2 separate regions of the Oryza sativa genome follow, and region 2 is linked to region 1. The links are chromatin contacts, called in public ChIA-PET maps. All regions are on one chromosome and are shown on one strand. The core of a region is the stretch at or near the end of the contact, and the rest is flanking DNA. Distances in the headings are between cores, read along the strand shown. Region 1 holds the start of LOC4333210. Region 2 holds the start of LOC4333213 (leucine-rich repeat protein 1).

Region 1 (4,567 bases), core at 837-3,336:
TTGGGGGACCAGCAGCTGACTTGTCGAAAGGATCTCCGCCCTGGTCTGAAGTGCCCTCGCCACTGCGGTCGCCTTCGCCACGTCATTCACACTCGGCGCCTGCTCAGAGGTGGCACGGGCCGAAGGCAGCAGTGATGGTGCCGGCGCCGAAGCGGACGGTGCCAGCGCCGAAGGAGACGGTGCCGTCGCCAAAGCGGACGGTGCCCCTCCAACCTCGGCGACCGACGCCGAAGGCTCCGCTCCTTCTTCGGCGGCCATGCCCACTCCGGTGTCGCTTTCCTTTCGCCTTGTAACCTTCTCCTTCGCGACCTTCTTCGGTGGCATTCGCTCTCAGTGGTTTCGCTCGGAGGTCCCCACGGTCGGCGCCAGCTGTTGTCGAAACGACAACCGCATACGTCGAAAGACGTCGTTACTCAACAATGGTTGGGAAAGAAACGAAGTGTATTAAATTTTGAATTTTTCTTGGGATCCCCCATTACATGGCCCTAGGGGACTATTTATAGCCCCATTACAGGTTCTTACTACTAGGATTTAGGTTATACGGGGGAATTTACATGGTTGCCCTTATGAAAGGGACGTTTATAGGGTTACATAATGTCAAGAGGACTTATGGGCCCTTGATGGGCCGTCAGGCGACCGTCGGCCCTATAGCCCCTAAGCTTGATGGGCCGAAAAGGCTTCTTCGGCCTTTGCGGGGGCGAACTGGACATGGTGAAGCCGTCCTTCTTCGAGCTGGATGCCAGGGCGAACTGGACATGGCGAAGCCGTCCTTCTTCGCTGGATGCCAGGGCAAACTGGCTATGGCGAAGTCGTCCTTCTTCGGCAGGTACTCACGCGACCCTTCGCCTCGCATCATCCTTGGTTCATAGCCTTCGCCACGGGTTTCGGCAAATTTGGTCGAAGGGCCTCATGCCATCCGCCAACACAGTTCATCAGATTTTTATATGCCAATCAAAAACTAAAACCTGACAACCAAAGAATGTAGACTGAACAAAGTAAGGTTATCTCTATCTTGTAGCAAAAGGGGCAAAACAACATCTTAAACAGTAAACCAGAACTAGCTTGCCATAACACGCAACTGATGCTAAACAAATTTTCTAGATTAATTCAGTGGGATTAGTTTAATTCAATTATACATATCTAGTAGGAGTAGGAAAAAGCTCACTTACGCACTCACAAGTCTCCAACAAGCAGTTACCGACAAGGATAATGAACTACACGCTTCAGCAGGAAAACAGAAACCCGCTGAAGCTTCTTTTTAGGCATGTTGAAGCTAATGTCAATACTAACACGAAGATAGTGTGATGCGTCAATAAGTTACTAGTGACACAGTCAGTTGTAAACTACTAGAATGGCGAAGGCAACCTGTTTCACCAAGTCACATTCAAGGGTGTTCGTTGTCAACATACTTTACAGTTCATCCAATTTTTACATGCCAATTGAAGATTAGAACTGACAACTAAAGAATGTAGATCGGACAAAGTAAAGTTATACTCGTATTTATCTTGCTACTACAAAAGGAAAAGAAAAGGCATCTTAAATAGCCAAACAATCATACGCACATTCATCCTACATGGAGGGAAGGAACCAATTGAAGTTAAAACAACATGCATCCATCAAGCCAAGAAACTAGCATGACCCAACCTAAGTAGAGTGAATCAGGAAGACTATACACATAGATCAAAGAGAACGGATCTGGAGGGCATACCTGGATGTTCATGGCCTTCTTGTTGGTCTCAAGCTGGCTCCCTGCACAAGCACAGAAGGAACCACAGATCCATCAAAATCAACGCCTTCCAGGAAGAACAGGCATGGCAAGAAAGAACAGCAACAGGGAGAGATCGAGCGAGGGAGGGGGGGGGCAAGCGAACCCTTGGCGCCCTTGGCCTTCTCCATGTTGCGCTCGCGGGCCATCCTGGACTTCTGCCCGTTGCCGCCGCCCATCGTGGATGGATCCGGCGCTGGCGATGATGGTGTGAAAGAGGCGTGTGCTCCGCCCGGCGCCGGCCGCCCTCGCGCCCGCTGTGCTCGTCGGTTTGTGGTTCACGGCCTTGGGAGGATTGGGGGATGGCAGACCTCTAAAGGTGGGGGACGCGGAGTGAAAGAAATAGCGTTTTTAATGCGGGTGCGGATGCCTTGTTTTCGGGGTTGTCGAAGGAACTGGGCCGTCTATGGGTGTGTTTTTCACGTTAAAATTAGAAGTTTAGTTGAAATTGAAACGATATAATGAAAAAGTTAAAAGTTTATATGTGTAGGAAAGTTTTGATGTGTTGAAAAAGTTAAAAGTTTAAAGAAAAAGTTTAAACAAGGCATATCTTACTCCCTGTGAAAAAGATAAAGTAGGAGCATACACTGCTCTTTAATGAAAAAGAAGGGCCCCATCTTTTTTATCAAAAATTGCTGAAAATACGCCGTATGACGTATTAAAAAAATAATTTATGAGTAGAATTTTTATATATATGTTTGTAGGGATTTAAATACCAATGTTAAAAGATAAACTTTGAGAAAAATACTTTAAAATTAGGTTTTAAAATTATTCAAATTTTGGCAGCAACTGATTTTGTACAGTGAAGACGATGAGGGTCAAAGAGCAAATTAAATTTCACAACAATACAACTGCTTTGATCAAATTAATGCAAAATTAAATATTAGGGCACCTTTATAACGCAAGACTTTTATATACAATGATAGGAAAAATGTACGATTTGAGTGCCATATCACCTAAAATCCTATGGATAGAAAAAAATAAAAATTGCATGAATGATCTTTTAGATGAAGCATAAAAAAACGTAGGAGTTAGAAGAGAGATTGACACAGATGAATATTTCCAAGAGGTAAAACCTCATATTGAGAACCATTCTTTTTTTTTTTGGTTAAGGCAATCCTAAGAAATTTCAATAGAATTATTAGTGGTTGGATCTACCTCATGGACAGGAACAATTCCACCGGTCTGACCGGCCCAAGGCCCGATCTAACCGGTCATCAGAGGTGTGGTCTGACCGGCGAGAGAGCCACTGGTCAGACCGTGCAACTAGGCGGTCGGACATGCATGATGTCCGGGTAGATCGGCCGCAGCGCTAGAATCTTCACTCCCGGCATGTTGCATGGTCGCCCATCGATTTTGCTAATATGTGATGAATAGGAGCTTGGCTAGTACTCGCAACAGAAGTAGACGGCAAATTGATCGCATGAGAACCGAATTTGGAATTCATAAAAGATACAATCCTCTTATCAAAATAAGAAGTCATAGTATGCTCAAGCTTATTGTTAAAAGTAGCATTAACGATTTTATCTACGGAACTTGCTACAAGCTTTTGAATCGGAAGAATAATATCATCACCGCTTACCTCATGACAGTGACTTTTGGTGTAGAACCGGGCTTACCAACAACTCCTTGACGAGTATTGATGAAGCATCCCGCCAAAAGTGCCTCTTGTGTCGCCTTTAGATGTTGTTCAATCTCCCGTCTTTGCTCCTCATACAAATCCTCCAATGAGATGGGGAGGATATTGGTAGGATCATCTCCAGCTTGGTCATAATGTTGATGAAGATGTCCCCAGCGGAGTTATCAAAAATCGTGTTGGCAACTTCTTTTTGATAAGTAGACAAGCACGATCGGACACCTAAACGCCTTACGATGATTATAGAGTCACCAACCACTTGACCGGTCACATGCCGCCGGTCAAACCGACCCTCAAGCAACAGTCTGACCGGCCAACAAACGGTGGTCAGACCGGCCCTGTGCAGAAAACCCGTGATTTTTTCAAATCTTGACAATTTCTTTAATTTAAATCTACGTGCCAAATTTAAGTGTAACCAATCTACCAAAGCTTCATTCTAATCTAACATTAAAAGCAATTCAGAATTTCGTTTTTCTTCCATACACTCGACAGTTGAACGCTTGCGCGCCATAACCCACGCAGCCGAGAGCCCGAGATATTTACCTGGAGGCTGGCTGGCGCAGTAACCGGTAGTAACTATATTTGGCTTTGCCACATGCGCGCCATGCGCCGGCTCGCGCTCGACCGAGCCGGCAATGTGCCACGCCCCCGCCCGCCACGCGTTGGCAGCCTCTTCCGGACCAGACCATATGCCCACCCGCTTGCCACAGTCCACAGCCACACAAATCCGTCGCCCGTGTGCCACGGTGCCACCAGCGCCACGTAAAAGATGCAAGGCGCCTATGAGGCTACGAGACGAGCTGCCGCCCCCACCGGTAAACCGTGCAGGATAACACGTACGTGACCGGTAGTAATACACATATACACACCGGGCCACCGGCCGGTAGGGAGTTCTCGCGGTTTTGTCGTTCGATCGATCGATCGTGTCCATGCTGCTCCGGCTGAAGGCCGTCGCCGTCCATCCGGCGGCGCTCCTTGGGCGACCGCGCAGCCATGACGCACCCCAGCTCGTCGGTCGCACGGGCGCGTCGACGACGACGGCGAGGCGGAGGGCGGCGAGGAGCGCCGTGACGGTGACGATGGCGCTCAAGGAGGAGCCGGAAGGCAGCCGTAGCGGCTTCGCCGGCGGCGTTCCGAGCTGGGACCCCGGGCTGGAGATCCAAGTC
Region 2 (4,567 bases), core at 1,031-3,530, 56 kb before region 1:
ATATTCTTTTCCATTTATCAACGGACGACATGCATTGCTGTGCTACTTCACCAACATGGAGCTCTTAACATCCAAAGTCATAAGGAACCAAACCTTGCAGCTCTGGGCCGTTGAGCCTGTTGTTGTTCTCAAAGCTGCAGAATAAGATGAGTTAGCTGTCAGTTTATGTGAAAGGTCCAGTGGTAATGAGGGATACAAAGGGTGTGTTTAGTTCAAGCCAAAATTGGAAGTTTGGTTGAAATTGGAACGATGTGATGGAAAAGTTGAAAGTTTGTGTGTGTGGGAAAGTTTTGATGTGATGGAAAAATTGGAAGTTTGAAGAATAAGTTTAGAACTAAACTCCGCGAAACTAGTAGCAAAATAGTGACCAAACTTATTTGACTCAAACCATTCCAACAAACTTAACCAATACAAATCACAAATGTCATGTCAATGGGCAATGTAAGAATTAACTGACATTTGTTTTAGTCAAGCATCAAATTCAACCTAATGCATTTCAATAGTAAATTAACTTTTAAGGTATACCTTCGAAGAGGGAAGGTTGAGAAGGGACCGTCAACAGGAATAGTTCCACAGAGGTCATTGTTAGACAAGTCACTACATTTCACAAGAACTTAGAGCAATCAGTATTCAGTAACCATAGAGAGTCAAGGAAATAACTAATTTAAAATAAATAGTTTTATACTCACATGACTTTCAGGTTGGATAGTTTGGCCAGCTCCCTTGGAATTGATCCAGCAAGCTTGTTATTGTTCAACCGCCTGATATCACAAACCAAAAGCTTTCAGTGGTAGCATATGAAACACTGTACAAATATGAATAATGAGTTGAAGCCTACTTCCTTAGTTCCTGTTTCTTTTGATAAAAGTTACTCCTACTTAAATGTGCATTGGTAACATTATCTAACAAAAAATGTGCATTGGTATAAGAAAAAACTACTTAACCATGCATAAAACCAAATGAACAGAGATTTGTGGATTTCATATCAGTTGAAGAAATTGTGATCACAAGCGTCAGGATATTTGGATTCACCGATCATTTATTTGCACTAGACATGACATGACTTCGTATTAAGCAAGAGCTGTAATATAATCAGGTGGTGATGGTACATACATGAATCTCAGCGAGCCGAGCTTGGAAAGCGACTTGGGGATTGTTCCAGTGAGCTTGTTGGCATACAAATCCAAGCTGATCAAATTCTTGAGATTGCCCAATTCTTTTGGGATCTCACCGTTAAGATTGTTCCTGTAGAGCTCCCTGCAAATCAAAATTTGATTTTTACTGATTAAATCATGGTCATATATCCCTTTCTCGCCATTTGAACAGAAAAAAACTTGCACGTAATATGCCCATACAGGTATTGGAGGTTCACAAGACGGCCTAGCTCAGGGCCAATCGAGCCGGAGATGTTGGAGTTTCCTAAATCCCTGAAACATTAACCACAAATAAAATAGTCAGACCATTAAGGATTTAGTGTGCGATCCTTCTGAACACGCGGATTGCTACCTTCTGAACACGATTTTTGCTACCGGAGCAGCAAACCAAGAAATTCGTGAACAAGAAGCAACTCAATTGAAAGACTAAATTAAAGGTCATTTCTTTTGCCAGTCCGCAAATTATAAGTTGACCTGCTATTGCAGAAGAGTTGGTGCGTCGAGATCTTGAACCAAGTGTTGATTTTTGACGAGTTCATCGAACAAATCAAACCAGTAATAACTATACGTAGCTAGCAGCAGATGATCACCTAATTGACTTAATTTAGAATAGACGGAAACTAAGCCCCGACCATTAATCACAGCAGCACGCACAGTTGACAGATTCCAAATTCGATAAGCAAGAGAAGTGGAGAACCAATCAGCAATCTTTCGCACGGTCGGGGACCAAACAATTTGGGCATCGGAGTTGGAAAATCTTGAAGAGGCGGCGGGGGGGTTCGGGAGGGAGAGGAACTCACAGGCGGACGACGCGGCTGGCGTGGTCGCAGGTGACATGGAACCAGGTGCAGGGGTTGACGAGGGTCGGGTCCCAGCTCTGCAGCACGCCGTTGGGATCCGACAGCCTCGTCCGCAGCGCGTACAGCGCGTCCCCCTCGTCGTTGGACGCCCGCGCCGGCGCGGCGAGAAGCAGGACCACGGCCACGGCCACGGCGCCGGCGGCGAGCAGGGACACGCGGGGCGCCATCCGGCCGCGGATAGTCGTAGGTAGAGGCTCTGGCAGTCGGGCTGGCCTCTCCCGCCGGCTATGGCTCCGGTGTGAAAGGGCGAGAGGAGGAAGAAGACTAGTAGAAGAGGGTGAAGGCCCGCTGGTGGTGGTGGTGGTGGTGGCTGGTGGGCGGTGGAAATTTTGGAAAAGTAGGGGATTGCGGTCAACACTTCAACTGCAAGGTCCACGGTCAAACTTGGACCAGGAACAAAGAGGATGCATTTTGCAAGGCTCACCCAGAGGAGGATTTGTCGCCCTTGGGGAACTGCGTTCGAACGTTACAGATAGTATGATCCAATCCACTCTGAATCCGTCTGATATGGTATGGACTTTTAAAAATCCGGTTGATATGGATGTGGATGTAGATAGTATGATGCGGATACGGTATCTATAAAATCCGAATAGGCCGTTTTCCAGATAATTCGTAATTATCAACACATGTAACCACTCTATCTATTGCATGTAACATAAGTTGGTCCATCCAATGGCCTAATTCATCAATTAACCTAGATTTTCTTAGTCTAAGTCTTTCACCGTGTCATGTCACACACTCACACTTGCGCAGTTGTATTTTTAAATTATGGACAACATGAAATGTATTCATGTTGTTTAATGTTGTTTAGCACTTAAGTATGTACTCCCTCCGTCCCATAATATAGCAACCTAGAACTGGATGGGACATTTCATAGTACAACGAATATGGAAACTTTCCGAACCGATTCTGCACAATTTCCGGCATCCGAAATAATCCGCTCCACATCCGCATCTGGACACTATCTGCACCCGCTCCGAATCCACTTGAAAATATGGTTTAGGATATGGTATGACCACTATCCGTCTGAATCCGGTCCGTTTTCACCCCTAGTCACTTAGTTTTTCAGCATAAAAAATGAGATAGATCATTATTGTATAATTAATTAAGTATTAGTTATTGTACATTTAAATTTATTTGATTTATTTTAAGAAGCTTCTATAATAGTTTTGCAAAAAAAAATGTTTAGCAATTTATAAAGCGTGTTACTGAGAAACAAGAAAATTGTAATTTTGAGTTGAAGATTAGAATGGAACCTAAATCCTTATACTTAGGAAATCTATTTTATGCTACTGAGTTTATTCTGGTTCAACAATTTACCATTAACATTGTTTTTTTTATAATACACCGACAACTTTATTAATTATTCTTCAATACGTCATTCAACTTATCTTTTTAGAAAATACCCAAAATACACTTATGGACATAAAAGGTTAAGATTGATTTATCTTATTAGAAGTTTTAAAAAATATGAAATTTTTTAGGTGACATCCTTATACATTATGGAAGTTTGTATATAAGTTTCAAGTTTTTTCATTTGTACTTTTTTTAAATATGTATATATATAACCTATATGTTATATGCTATGTAAAATACATTTTTGTGTTATAGTTTTTAATGTAAATCATCTTTCATATGCTATATAAGATATTTTTGTGCTACTATCTTTTGTGTAAGCAATTTCTCTCTTATATACCCCAAAAAATATTTTTTTCAAAAAATAAAAATACCAAAAAGAACTTAAAACTTATACACAAACTTCCATGTTGTATAAGAAGGCCACATAAATATTTTCATATTATTTTAGAATTTCTAATGAGATAAATTATTTGTTAACATTGTATGTCTATAAGGGTTAAGGGTATTTTTGGGTGTTTCTTTTAAAAAAAAGGTCAGCCCACTGGTATATTGCAAAACAATCGACAGTGTCAATGGCAAATCGTTGAACTGGAACAAACTTAGTACGAACCAAGATGTCGAGTGATGGGTTGGGAAAGATATATTTTCAGGTTATAAGCTTGGCTTCTGCCGATAGTGTACACAATCAATAAGTCGTAAGGCTCAAGAACTCTCTGAAATATAACCTTTGCCAACTGGGTATTGGGTAACATGAGCTGGATATTGTAATTTTCTTTTTACACCTATGATATGTTGGGTTGATTTATCTTCATAACCCTACACATGACTCAAGGCCAAGGGCAAAGCTAGCCGATAATATCAGCGGGGTTAGTTTCATTATATGCCATAGTAAACCTTAATACTAGAAGGTTTTTGTCGGCTAACCTCAATGAAAAGGGCTAACTCTACCATGACACAAATGAATAATTTCTCAATTATAGTCTATTGGAACATGTATGATCGGATCAACTCCCCTCCCTAGCAAGATGCCTCCAGAAGTGGCTCTCTCTGCCACAATTCTTTCCATGTATAGCTTAGTACTCTCTCTCATAAAAAAACCAACTTCTGTAGAAGTTGATTTTTCATGGAGGGTGTACATAATTTGAGTGGATGAATTTATTTTTGAAAAACTTTTGGATTGATGAATTTAGATGT

What was found. ChIA-PET counts read pairs in DNA pulled down with a chosen protein or histone mark.
Region 2: a contact with region 1 is called in an H3K9ac ChIA-PET map of seedling, with 7 times the contacts expected there. The contact joins the promoter of LOC4333213 here to the promoter of LOC4333210 in region 1. A contact is called at or near these places in 2 of 15 Hi-C or Micro-C datasets (leaf and panicle) and 3 of 4 datasets of contacts at active chromatin or transcription factors (leaf and seedling).

The regions. Positions count from the first base shown.
Region 1 is chr3:19,034,758-19,039,324 of ASM3414082v1, reverse strand. It overlaps LOC4333210, which reads right to left and starts at 2,086. Exons shown (of 3, transcript XM_015775718.3): 1 at 1,872-2,086; 2 at 1,709-1,749. The coding sequence starts at 1,944. LOC4333209 (protein CONSERVED IN THE GREEN LINEAGE AND DIATOMS 27, chloroplastic) reads left to right here and starts at 4,287. Exons shown (of 7, transcript XM_015773042.3): 1 at 4,287-4,567. The coding sequence starts at 4,331.
Region 2 is chr3:19,091,257-19,095,823 of ASM3414082v1, reverse strand. It overlaps LOC4333213 (leucine-rich repeat protein 1), which reads right to left and starts at 2,280. Exons shown (of 6, transcript XM_015775744.2): 1 at 1,955-2,280; 2 at 1,356-1,427; 3 at 1,114-1,257; 4 at 690-761; 5 at 526-597; 6 at 1-134. The coding sequence starts at 2,181. The coding sequence ends at 65.